4 separate regions of the Mus musculus genome follow, and all the other regions are linked to region 1. Evidence: chromatin contacts called from public ChIA-PET and HiChIP or PLAC-seq data. All regions are on one chromosome and are shown on one strand. Each heading gives the region's core, a stretch centred on a gene start, on an enhancer-like site or on the middle of the called end of the contact. The rest is flanking DNA. Distances are from core to core; before and after follow the strand shown.

Evidence for each region. ChIA-PET counts read pairs in DNA pulled down with a chosen protein or histone mark. HiChIP or PLAC-seq counts read pairs in DNA pulled down with a chosen protein or histone mark.
Region 2: a contact with region 1 is called in an RNA polymerase II ChIA-PET map of memory CD8 T cells, with 20 read pairs. The contact joins the promoter of Accs here to the enhancer-like site in region 1. A contact is called at or near these places in 6 of 39 promoter capture datasets (the 3T3-L1 cell line, the C10 cell line, hippocampal neurons and 2 more), 1 of 15 datasets of contacts at CTCF or cohesin (pro-B cells), 5 of 115 datasets of contacts at active chromatin or transcription factors (bone marrow-derived macrophages, differentiating embryonic stem cells, memory CD8 T cells and 1 more) and 3 of 9 other capture datasets (adipose tissue, liver and pancreatic islet).
Region 3: an RNA polymerase II ChIA-PET map of memory CD8 T cells shows a contact between it and region 1, with 28 read pairs. The contact joins the promoter of Prdm11 here to the enhancer-like site in region 1. A contact is called at or near these places in 3 of 39 promoter capture datasets (embryonic stem cells, hippocampal neurons and pre-B cells), 7 of 115 datasets of contacts at active chromatin or transcription factors (astrocytes, embryonic forebrain, embryonic hindbrain and 4 more) and 1 of 9 other capture datasets (liver).
Region 4: an H3K27ac HiChIP or PLAC-seq map of large pre-B cells shows a contact between it and region 1, with 2.8 times the contacts expected there. The contact joins two enhancer-like sites. A contact is called at or near these places in 1 of 115 datasets of contacts at active chromatin or transcription factors (large pre-B cells) and 1 of 9 other capture datasets (liver).

The regions. Positions count from the first base shown.
Region 1 is chr2:93,426,205-93,428,975 of GRCm38.p6, forward strand. All of the region lies in intron 6 of Cd82 (CD82 antigen), which reads right to left. Among named protein-coding and RNA genes, the nearest start is that of Mir7001, 5.6 kb to the left of the region's middle. Within about 2 kb of position 1,382, at least 71 of the 459 cell types and tissues checked have an H3K27ac peak or open chromatin away from gene starts, as enhancers often do. A contact at or near this core is called in memory CD8 T cells, pro-B cells and thymic regulatory T cells, where this site is marked.
Region 2 is chr2:93,848,553-93,851,323 of GRCm38.p6, forward strand. It overlaps Accs (1-aminocyclopropane-1-carboxylate synthase (non-functional)), which reads right to left and starts at 1,391. Exons shown (of 15, transcript NM_001290782.1): 1 at 1,213-1,391.
Region 3 is chr2:93,044,834-93,047,604 of GRCm38.p6, forward strand. Prdm11 (PR domain containing 11) reads right to left here and starts at 1,332. Exons shown (of 8, transcript NM_001368848.1): 1 at 1,146-1,332.
Region 4 is chr2:93,118,240-93,121,010 of GRCm38.p6, forward strand. No RefSeq gene overlaps it. Among named protein-coding and RNA genes, the nearest start is that of Gm32627, 25 kb to the right of the region's middle. Within about 2 kb of position 1,417, at least 16 of the 459 cell types and tissues checked have an H3K27ac peak or open chromatin away from gene starts, as enhancers often do.

The DNA of each region.
Region 1 (2,771 bases), core at 132-2,631:
AACACCATCTTTGGAGCAATGTGCCCTCACCCTACCCCCACACGAAGCCCTTCTGCTTCAGGTTGTAGCTCCAGGCCCTGCACTCCAACCCAATCCAGGTTCTTAATACTTCTGTATCTGTTAATGGGAAGCTATCACTTGGCTGTCATTTGGCAGCCAAACCAGCCTGTCAACAGGGAAGCAGGAGACCTCATTTCTTTCCTGGCCCCTCGCTCTCTGCTGCCTTAGGAAGTATCAGCAGAATCCTTCCTAGACATCTACACAGCTCAGAGGGTGTGCATAACTTCACCCAGGCCACACAGCAGCCAACACAAGAGCTTACCAAGGAGCAGGACCCCAGAATGTCAGACCTGGTCTCTGCTCCCACACTGGCTGGGTGACTGCAGCCAGCAGCCCATAGATGAAGCCCCTGTGACTTCACCCTGAGTCCTGCTCACTCAGCCTGGCCTATCTTAACACTGGCCACGGTGGGTGCAGCTACCCACCATGCTTACCTGTTCGCCCAGGTCCAGCAAAGTCTCCACAGCAGTGATGCCACGATGCCTGCTGACCAGCCAAGGGCCCTGGGCCTCGCAGCCTCTACCCTACCACTCTCCACCCGGCAGTGGGAGGAGGCCTTTGGGGGTTCTGACCCCTAGAAGCATTCAGATCTTACAAAGGGACTGGGAAGGCTGTGGATGTGGCTTGGTGAATCAGTGCTTTCCTGACACCCAAAAACCCCTTATTCCAACTGAATAAAACTTGGGGTGGGGGTTGGGAAATGAGGGGTGGTAATAGCTGTACTCCTAGCACTTGGGAGGGGCGGTATGGAGTATCCTAAGTTCCAGATCATCCTTGGTGACATCATAACTCCAAGGCCAGCCTGGAGTACATGAAACCTAGTCTCAGAACAACCAGAAAAGGTTGGTGACATCACAGCCCAGAAGGGTCTGGGGTGTGATTATACGCACTGACTTCCCCAGGGACACTGTCTGTGGGGCACAGGGGGCCTGATGTCTTGCTTGTAGCCTACACTGTCACTGAATGGCTGCAGCTGCTGTCTCAGAGGACATTTCTGCCACAGAAACCCACAAGGGAGAGAGGTCTGAAGCATCACTCCAGAAGAGGAAGCTGAGGCAGAAAGAGGCTGCCTGCCCCGGGCCTCAGAACCAATGCTGAGTGGGCCTTTGACGATCCGCCAGCCATCTTTTAGAAGGCCTCTTCCTCTGCCCTGAGAAATCCTGCCCGCCCCTGCCCCACTCCAAGCTGCACAGGAATAAACACCAGCAAGGGGTGTTTAGTCTCCTGCTGTGATTTACAAAGTGGCTGGGGGGGGTATGCTCCTTCCAATTCAGGGGTGAAGGTGCAGAATCTCACCCACCACAGGGGATTCCCCATTCTGTGCAGGAAGGAGTGGGGTGTGGAGCCTGAGGTAGTAGGGTGGCAGAGGAAGCCCCGTGGGGCACACAGCATTGCAAAGAGGCCGACTCTCCAGCCAGTCCTGAGGCACCCAGAGGCTGGACTCCTGAGCTTCTACCACAGATGAGCAGCAGCAAGCAGAACGTCCGTGGGGAAGTCGCTCTGAGGCTGCTCTGAGTGTGTGACTGTGGCCAAAGTCACTTGGCTCTTGTGAGTTTGTTTCTTGAGTGGAAAAATGTAAATCTCAAACAGGTTATGTTCAAGCTTGGCCCCTGATATGGGGTTGAAGTCAATTCAGAGGGTGCCGCTGCCCTCACCAAGGGATGGCGGCTCCACTAGGGGTGGGGGCGGGGTGACTCAGACCCCCTGCGAAGGCCACCAGCTTCCTACCTAATGACATTGCCAGGTACCCTGACTCAGTCCCCAGAAAAGTCACCAGGGAGAAATGAGTACCTGACCCTATACGGGGCTAGGTAAGGAGTTTCCCTCCCCTAACCACAGGCTTCCTGCCGACATCCAGGCGAGTTTCCTTTCATCTACCATTTCCTCTCTCGCCTTGGCCACCTGGAGGCTCAGGCTCAGGTCAGCCCTCAGCTGTCAGGGTTCAGCTGTCATGGCCACCCTGCTCCTGGCACAGGCTCTCTTCTCATTTGGATTGCAGCTGCCCTATGCTCTCGTGCTGGGAGCCAGCCCAGCTCACCTGGAGAACAGGCTGGGTGTGCATTACAAACCAAAGCCTCAGGCAAGGAACCACTACAGCGAACGAACGTCTTATCAGCATGACCACTAAGCCAGGATGCCTGGGTTCCCATTCTGCCTCTGCTGCTCATTGGCTGTGTGAACACGAGTAAGCTGTTCAACCTCTCTGTGCTTCAGCGCCCACATCAGAAAATGAGACTCCTCCCCTCTCCCATCTCCGGCATGGTTTCAAGAAATGGCCAGACTCGGTGTGTGACTAGCACAGCTCTAGGCTCCTCAGTTCTTCCGAGGGCTAGCTAATGTTGGACCAAAGTTCTCAGCTTCCAAGAGGGACCTATGGCTACACGGCAAGTCCTTGCCCCATGCTGCACAGCAGGATGGGAGAGAGGCCCCAAGGCTCAGCTGGTTCCCAGTGGGGTCTCTGAGGGCAGCAGGGGAGCCTGGGGCTCCCTGATTCCTCCACCAGCAAGATGAAGGCCTGGGTATGATCCTGCCTCTCACATGACCCAGCTGGTGACAGGGTGAGCACGGAGCTTGGTCTGTGGCCTGTGTGGACCCAACAACAGAGACGCTGGGGTCCAGGTGACAGTGACCGATGCTCTTCCTCAGCATCTACTTCTTCAGACATGCTGGCACACGCCTCTAATCCCAGCACTCAGGAAGCAGAGGCAGGT
Region 2 (2,771 bases), core at 141-2,640, 420 kb after region 1:
AAAAGCATTTTACACTTTACTGCCTAGGCTGGTTGCGCTCTCTCTCTCTCTCTCTCTCTCTCTCTCTCTCTCTCTCTCTCTTTCCTGGTTTTCCCCTGAGGTTGCCTGATGCTGGCCTTGAACTCTTGTCCTCAGGTGATCCTCTTTTCTCAGCCTCCCTAGTAGCTGGAACTAAGATATCTGCCTCTTCTTGCAAGCTGTGTATCATCCCTTGTGTCCTTATCCAGTTAAACACTTCAACAAACACAATCTGTTGAGGACCTGTGAGCACCACACCAGGCTGGCTACATAGAAACGAAGCTAATCTACTGTGGCTTTAGCTTGCAGCATTTCTGCATTTGTTTCTCCTTTCGGCAGCCTCAGGGATCACCAACAATCTTTCCCCCTGCTTGCTCACCTCAGTTTCAGAACACCAGGCTATTTCCCAAGCAGATCACTGCTACAGTTCTGGACTTCTTGTGTGATGGGTGGATAGGAGCAGAAGGTGGTGGGAAGTGGGGGTGGGGGTGAAAGGGGAGTAGGAGTTACAAGTGCAGGCACTCCTGGATCCTGTCTCTACTCACAAAGGACACAAGGGCCGCAGAGGAGGGTCTCCTGCCTACCAAAATGTAGGAGCCTCCTAAGGATTCCTCTGTCATGCCGCACCTGCGCTCTGGTGGACCAATAACCATCTCAAAGAATAACAGTGAGGACCTGAGGGCGATAAAGCACTCATACCAAACTCTGGCTAGTGGCCAAAAGTCTAAAATATGAATCACTCTATCACAAATGCTCTCTGATTTCCCTGTCTCAAGGTACAAGTCTTACTTGGTAGATGGTTGATGGGGACACAGAAAATGCCCTCCCCTCCCGCAGTTTACTTTTGTTTTGCAAATCTTGGGGTCCTCCCCAAGGTGGCGGGACTCAGCAAAGCACACGCCTGCTCCACCGATAGCCTAGATCCGAGGAAAAACATCACCAAATGCTCGGGCTGTGGACAACGCGGTACAGACCTAAATGCAGCCAGAACCCAGCAGGAGCTCAAGGCGCTGTAGTCAATCAGGCCTAGTGATCTCACCAGCCCAACCAAGACAACAAAGACAGAATGGTCTGCAGGGCCCGCCAGGGGTTTCCGGGCCTCAGAGACTTCCAGACCTAAGGGCAGGAAGCGATCAAGAGCACCGCGGAGCGAACCCGGCCCCTTCGGTGCACTGTGGCGGATACAGCACCTACTTTGGACCTTGGGTTTTCACGCGCGCGATATTCTCCGGATCGGACTTCCGTGATACCGGAGCAGCCTGCCCCCTGGCGATCTGGCGGGAACACAGGGAAGGAGTCTGTGCCCTGACTCCTGGTCACAGAAGAGGAAGCTCCGGTCTTCAGCACTTCCCTGTCTGCCAGAAACTGGAGTCCGAACTTAGAAATGGGAAAGAAACAGAGGGGTGGAGGATCTTGGTTAAGACAAGGCCACGCCCACTCCATTCCTTCTCTCATTGGCTGAGCTCAGATACCTCTAGCTTTTCGGACACACTTGCTCAGAGCCGCTGAAACACCAATCTTCCTGGGCATTACCTAAGCATGAGATCTCCCCGCCATCTATTTGTAAAGGCTTCTCTCAAGGCCCGGAAAAAAAAGATTTACAAAAGAAATATAGAAAAGTATCGACATGTATATGTATATTCATATGGCCATGGGAACACCCAGGAATGAATAGCTCTCAAAGGGGGACTTCTTTGAATTCCAGTCTATACTAAATAGATTTTTAGAGATGTGAGGAGACAAAGGAAAAACTTCAATTCCAGGTACTAGAAAAAAATGCAAGAAAGCAACGAGAAGTTGTAAGTCGTTTTCACTGTGTGCCTGCAGAGGCATGCCAAATTGAGTGCAAATACCAAATCGAATAACTCCACCTCTTATAGTTATGCTAGGAAACAACCTCTTGTCAAACACAGACCAGGAGGCTCAGACCGATAGATAACGATCTATGCAAATATAATACTGCCACCTATAAGCCTCCCAGAGTCAGGAGCATAATCTAGGTAGTTTAACAGTGGCTATGCTCACACAGGAGACACTGCGCGCCAGTGATGGCTAAGTTGACAAGGTAGCATGCCTCCGTAGTTCCAATCTGTCACAGAAGTTGTGGTGGTTTGGATGAGAATGCCCGCCCCCAGGCTTATGTTTTTGAATATTTGGTTCCCGTTTGGTGGACTGTTTAAGAATTATAAAGTGTGCTTTTGTTGGCAAATGTGTGGCCTTTGAGGTTTCAAAAGCCACGCCCCGTCTCTTTCTCTGCCTTCCGCCTGAGGATCATGTAAGTTCTTAGCCACTGCTGCAGCACCATGCCTGCCTGTCACTGCACTCCCCTCTGGATCTGTAAGCAAGCCCCTAGGTAAATGCTCCTTTTTATAAATGTCCTTGGTATGGGTCACTCTTCCAAGAAAAACACCAAGACCTATTGAGGTGCTTACTAAGGACAGAGGAAATACAGAAGAGTAGGAGAGGAAGGTAGTTATACACACCAGCTCAAACCAACTGCTGAAGTGAGGATTGTGATCGACGTGACCGTTTCTGTCACATTGTGTTAAGACTGTGTTTGTACAGATATTTGTTTTCTTTTGTCAAATCCCTTATCATGTAATGCTAACATCAAATTAAGATAATATCAGTGGTTGTCATATTTAAGTTATGAGATACTCAAAGAATGCCCCTCAAGGGAATATTGCCACCTGTTCTAAAATACATACCGTGTTTACGGCTGTACATGAGATGGTTACATCATGTTAGGCATA
Region 3 (2,771 bases), core at 82-2,581, 380 kb before region 1:
ATACTCCGCTCCCCAGGGATGAGGGGGATATGGGACTTCTGACCCATACACCCTACACCATCAACCAAGACCTAGGAAAGTCCCTGCCTTCCTCTTCGGGGGACAGGGGTGCCACGGGAATCACACTTCATGGAAAACTATTCTGCTTCAGATAGACAAAACTCCCAAAGTTTATAGGGTTCTCAAGATGAAAAGAAGGCTCCCTTCACTGCTCGCAGTCCCCACGCACAAAGGACTGGGCGTGCTTCTTTCTGATCACTCTTAATCACAGACCACGGCTGTCCTCCACACGAAGCCATGGTCAAAAAAAACAAAAGACAGACTTTCCTTCTCTAGGTCATCAACTGATTCTAAGGGTCTGAGCTCCAACTCAGATGGGCTCAAGACACTAGCAACTTTTTGCCTTATTAGCCCAAGGCTGCTCAGTAGTCCCTGCAGCGACTTGCCTAGGGCACGCTGGCCTTGACAGAGGAAGGTCATTGGCCACCAAGTTTCTGCAGTTTCTGCATCACATAGTACCTTGGGGACCGGGAATGAGGAGGTGGGGGGTGGAGACGACACTCAGGGGCGAATTCCCGAAGAGTCCGTGCTGCAACCAAGACTTAAAATAGATAAAAGGCACGCCCTCCCTCTGCCGCCCCAGGCCCGCGGCAGGTCACAGAGAGGCATGCGGTCCCTAAGCCCCCCAGCCCGGCCCCGAAGCACCGGCGACCGGGTCCCTGCAACTAGGCCAGCGGCTGCATCCCGCCCTCGCCCCGCCCTGCCCCCTGTCTACGCGCTCTCTTTGCGAACGCCGGGCCCGAACAGCCGCTCCCATTGGCCGGCGGCCGCGTCCGTCAGCGCGCGGCGGAGCCGAGGAAAAGGCTACAGTGGAACAAGGCGGGCGAGTGCGCGGAGGAAGGAGGCGGAGGCTGGGCCGCCCGAGGCCCGCGTCGGGCGGTGGCGACGACCTGCGGGCCCGGGCCACCTTGAGACCCGCCCCGCTTCCGGTGCTCCGGTCCGTGCCCCGTCGCCTGCCTGCGCCCCCGCTCCCCAGTGTCCCCGCGCGCTCTTCGCCGCGGCCCCCGCGCCGGTTGGCGAGCCGCCCAGCGTCTTCCGAAGCCATGTTCACGTTCATGGCCACGGTGGCCACCGGGCCCACTCACCTTCGCGGGCTCCCACGCGGGGCGGCGAGCCGGGCCGGGGCCGGGGCGGCGGGACGCGGCGGGACGGGGCGGCCGCGCGCGGGGTCCCCGGCCGGGCAAAGTTTCAGCGCCAGCGGCAGCGCGGCGGCGACTCGCTGCTGCTCTCCTCCCCTGCTTTGACCACCATCTTATTAGTACAGGAAATGACATGGAAAACGGAAGAAAGCGGCGTTTGGGGCAGACGCGGACCCCCCAATTCAGGGGGCCGGAGCCGAGCCTCGCTGAGCCCCGCGTCCCCCGAGCCGGCCCCGCGCGGGAGCTCGCGCGTCCCCGCCGCGCGCCCCACGGGGAGGGCGACGCTGCGGAGGAGGAGCGGGCTGCGCCAACTTTGTGCCTGGGATACTTTCTGGGGGTCGTGCTAGAAAGTTGTGGCGTTTGCGCAAGCCCATCCGAGGGTGCCTCCTGGCTCTGCCCGGCTTCGACGTTGTCGGTCTACAACCCAATAAATAGTCAGAGGGCGATAAATGCGTTTATAATTTTAACCCTTACAGGGTCCTCTTCCGGGCCCCTTTAACCCTTTGGTTGCTCAGCCGTTTGGAAGTATCAACTGAAGTTGGGTAACATGCGTCCCATAGAACACCAAGGGAAAAGGGCCCTGGGGCCTGTGAGAAAAATTAACTATTTACGTGGGGACTAAAGGGTGAGTGTCACTTGCTGTTCAGATCAAAGTACAGTACCAAATCTGAATACAAAGCTGGAACGGGACTGTGTCCTAACTTAACTTGCCTAGTGCCTCATTGTATCCATCTGCAAAATGGCACCCAGCAAGAAAGATAGTGAAGGGATGTAGTAAGGCTGGGGTGTTTAAAGGAAGTGTGAGTGGTCAGAGGGAACCAGAACAACCCTACCCCAAGCCCTTCTTTGTAATGACCCCAAGGGGAGGCTGCTGCAGGGTGGGTTCCCTGGCCGAAGGAGGGCCTCACCTTAGGCTGGAAGTTGCCAAAAAGGATTCTACCTGAGTAAGAGATCTTGGAAGGCCTGCCCAGTGCCAGGTAGTCCAGGAAGGTCCAGATAGTCCCAAGAAGGTGTCACCTCAGGGGAGCCGATTACCCAGGGAAAGGAGCTTCCACCAGGGCGATCCCAGAGGGCTTTCCAAGGTCAAGTACTCCTGAGGATGCTTTGCTTAGGAGACCTGATGGGGGCTGGGACAGGAGGCAACTTCTCTTATTTCTCTTGACCTTGGTAACATAAACGCTTCTTCGGCTCCCTTGTCTGTCACTTGCAGTATGACCTTGAGTGTCTGTAGCTATGACCCTGTTTCCTCTTCTTGCAAAGCTGTAAAGGTCCAGCTGCCAGCTCTAGGGTGAGCCCTGAGGGTGTATGTAAAGAGCCCAGAAGCAGCTGTAATGCTATGGAAATGGCTAGGTGCTTGCTGTGTGTCCACAGTGTAGCTTTCTGAAGCACCGGGTCGTGTGTGGGATATGGATGAAGACCTGGATCTGTGTATCCCATTGTGGCTCCAGCCCAGTCAGAAGTCTGTAGGACTACCTCAAGTTCTAACTAACACCTGGGAGAGGGCAGGCTCAGGAAGAGAGGCTGAGGAATTAGCCACTTGTCCCTTATGAGGGGAAGAGACCATACATGAAA
Region 4 (2,771 bases), core at 167-2,666, 310 kb before region 1:
GATTTCAGCAAGCCTGGGCTCCTGACACTTGGGTCCCAATTTTCCCAAACCAGGGACCTTTGCAGCCACCACAGTGGCCCCTTTTCTTTGCCCGCCTCTCCCAATGGGAACACTGGGCCCTGGACTGGCCTGCCTGTCTGCCGGCTCCCACCACTATAGTGTGTACCTGCTAATATGGAGGGATGGAGAAGGCAGAGTGGGCGGTGAAGTGGTCTTTCTAGGCAGGGTTCAGACTCTCTTCATGGGCTCTCCACTGTCCTTTCTTCAGTGTTCTGATAAGACCTTGGCTGGACTGACAGGCCGTGTGAAGAGAGAAGGGCACAGCATCTGTCTACCCCACGTCCTGTGGACCCTCCTGCTGTATATACAGTCCTGACTCCTGGGGGTAGGGGGTGGGGCTCTGCTAGACACCTGCTGAATTCACAATAAGTCATTGGTGTTTTAAGCCACCAAGAGTGGGACTGTTTCGGTGTGCAGTGAACTCTGTACAAATCTATGTCATCTCCTAGCCTCCTATAGCGAATAAGCACCCCCTCTTGCAGGCTCAGCTAGTGACTGAAGAAGAATGGAGTCACAGAAAGTCCATAGCTACAAGGGCAGGAGGACCTGAAGCCCACGGGCCAGTCTTCTGAATTGACATGGAGGAACAAACACCCACTCGGAGTTTTCCACTGGAGGCACACACTTGCAAATGGGACTATTTCACAGCACTTTGTTGATGTCCAACCCACTAGCACTGCTGAGGCCAGAGCTAGAAAACAGTCATTTCCCTCACCAAATTGCCACCGCTGAACTTCCTGGCGTGCCGGGCTCCGGCGATGTAAATTAATTCGCTACATGAAAATCTGGCACAGAAGAGGGAAAAATGGGCCTGCTGGGCAGGGCACAGATCTGAGCAGGAGTCCAGCAGGACATGGCAGCAACAGATTCAAGCTCAGAGGCTGGCAGAGCTGCACCAGGTTTCACAGGCACCCAAGCAAGCATCTCTACACCCTGCCCCCACCCCACGTGTGTGTGTGTGTGTGTGTGTGTGTGTGTGTACATGTCATTCAGACAGCTTAGAGATGCTGAGACTGCACAGCTCAACGAGGCCCAGACACCTGCTTCCTGTTAAGTTCCTACATGGAACAGAAGCTATGATCTAAGCTGAGACCCACACTGGGAACCACTGGTCTGATATATACTCTTAACAATAAAGAGATGGCTGCTACAGCGCCAGACCTCATGTATATTCTAAGAGAGTGAGGGTTAATTGAAAGGCCTCTTGGAACCTAGTTTCCAGAACTCATATAATATTACATTTTCTGGTTTTGACTAGTGGAATGAGCCTCAGGACAGCTGAGATTAAAAGAGACAGAAAAACTAGATCGTTGCTAAATGGGAACCTTGATAGAGCCACCCTGCCAACAGGTGCATGGCTTGAGAGGGGAGAGATTTGCAGCCCGTTCAACCAGGGACTGACTGAGGACGAAGCTCAGTAAGATAGCGTCTGCCTAGCATGCATGAAGCCCTAGGCTTGACCCCATGGATTATATAAGCAGGGTGTGGTGGTGCGTGCTGTGATCCAAGAGGTGGAGGTAGGAGGACCAGAAGTTCAAGGTCACGAAAGTGAAAAAAAATATGTTAGCTGCAGCTAGAGGCAGGGGACCAGTCTAGGTGACACTGGCTGCTAGAGTTCATAGAAGCTTGTGCTTGTCCGAGACAAAAAGCCTTGTGCAAGCTGTTTACAACAGCCACTGCCAGGCAGTGGGACCAAGGGGAGGGTCTCAGAGCTGTCAGTCAGGGAGCTGTCAACCTGCCCTAGCACCCCTGTGGCTTAGCTGCTTAAGGGAGAAGTAAAAAGTCAAAATGGCCACTACAGTAAAGGTATGTGGCTAGGCGTTAATACTGCCTCAGTATTTAACAGTTCTCAGCCATATACCTGTGGGTAGTTAGGGCATTTTTTTAGGGAGCTCATCAGAACATCTGAGGGAGTCAGTCTGACTCTTTTACCCCTCTGCCTTCACACACTGTGGGGACACAGCCACAGTGCCATTGTGGACACTTGAGTTGCTGGATCCATGATTTTGAACTCAACTTCCAGATCTCGAAGGAAAACCAAGCAAACAAACAACTACTGCTTATAAATGGCCCCGATGTAAAGCGCTTTGTTATAGTTACTTAAATAGGACAAGAAACGGCCTAGCACTTTCAATTTTGGCCGCGCTGTTGCATTTGGGTTTGCTCTTTGAAAGAGGATCTCACATACCCCAGGCTGGCCGCCGACTCCCCAAGTACCAAAGGATGACTTTGAACCCTTGATCTTTCTGTCTCCACCACCTGCGTGCCTGGATTTGTCGTGTGCCACCACGTGGTTGTGCAGCGCTGAGATCAAACCCAGGGCTTCACAATTGCTGTGAAAGTGTGCTGTCAGCTGAGCTGTGCCCCAGTCTTTATCAGCCTAACGTTTTGATGACACATGAGAAAGAGAAATGTTTAAGAACTGAAGCAATGGCCGTCTCTGAGCTGTTCACGAGCCATGCATCTTTGGTCTCGCTGATAGGCCTGGCAGCAGGGTTCCTCTTCTGTTGGCTGCCAGGGATGGTTGTCTAGTGTGTCCCTTCCTCTGTAATCAAGTGCAGTCATTGTCCTGGGATGTTAGATACTGAACACTCATGGTCCTTGAAGCAGCTCAGGCTATCTATAGATATCAGTACTGCTCTTTGGCTAGTCGTAAACACCTTTTTCCAGAGCACTGTCTTCCCATGCTCTGAGCACCGTCCTTCCATGCT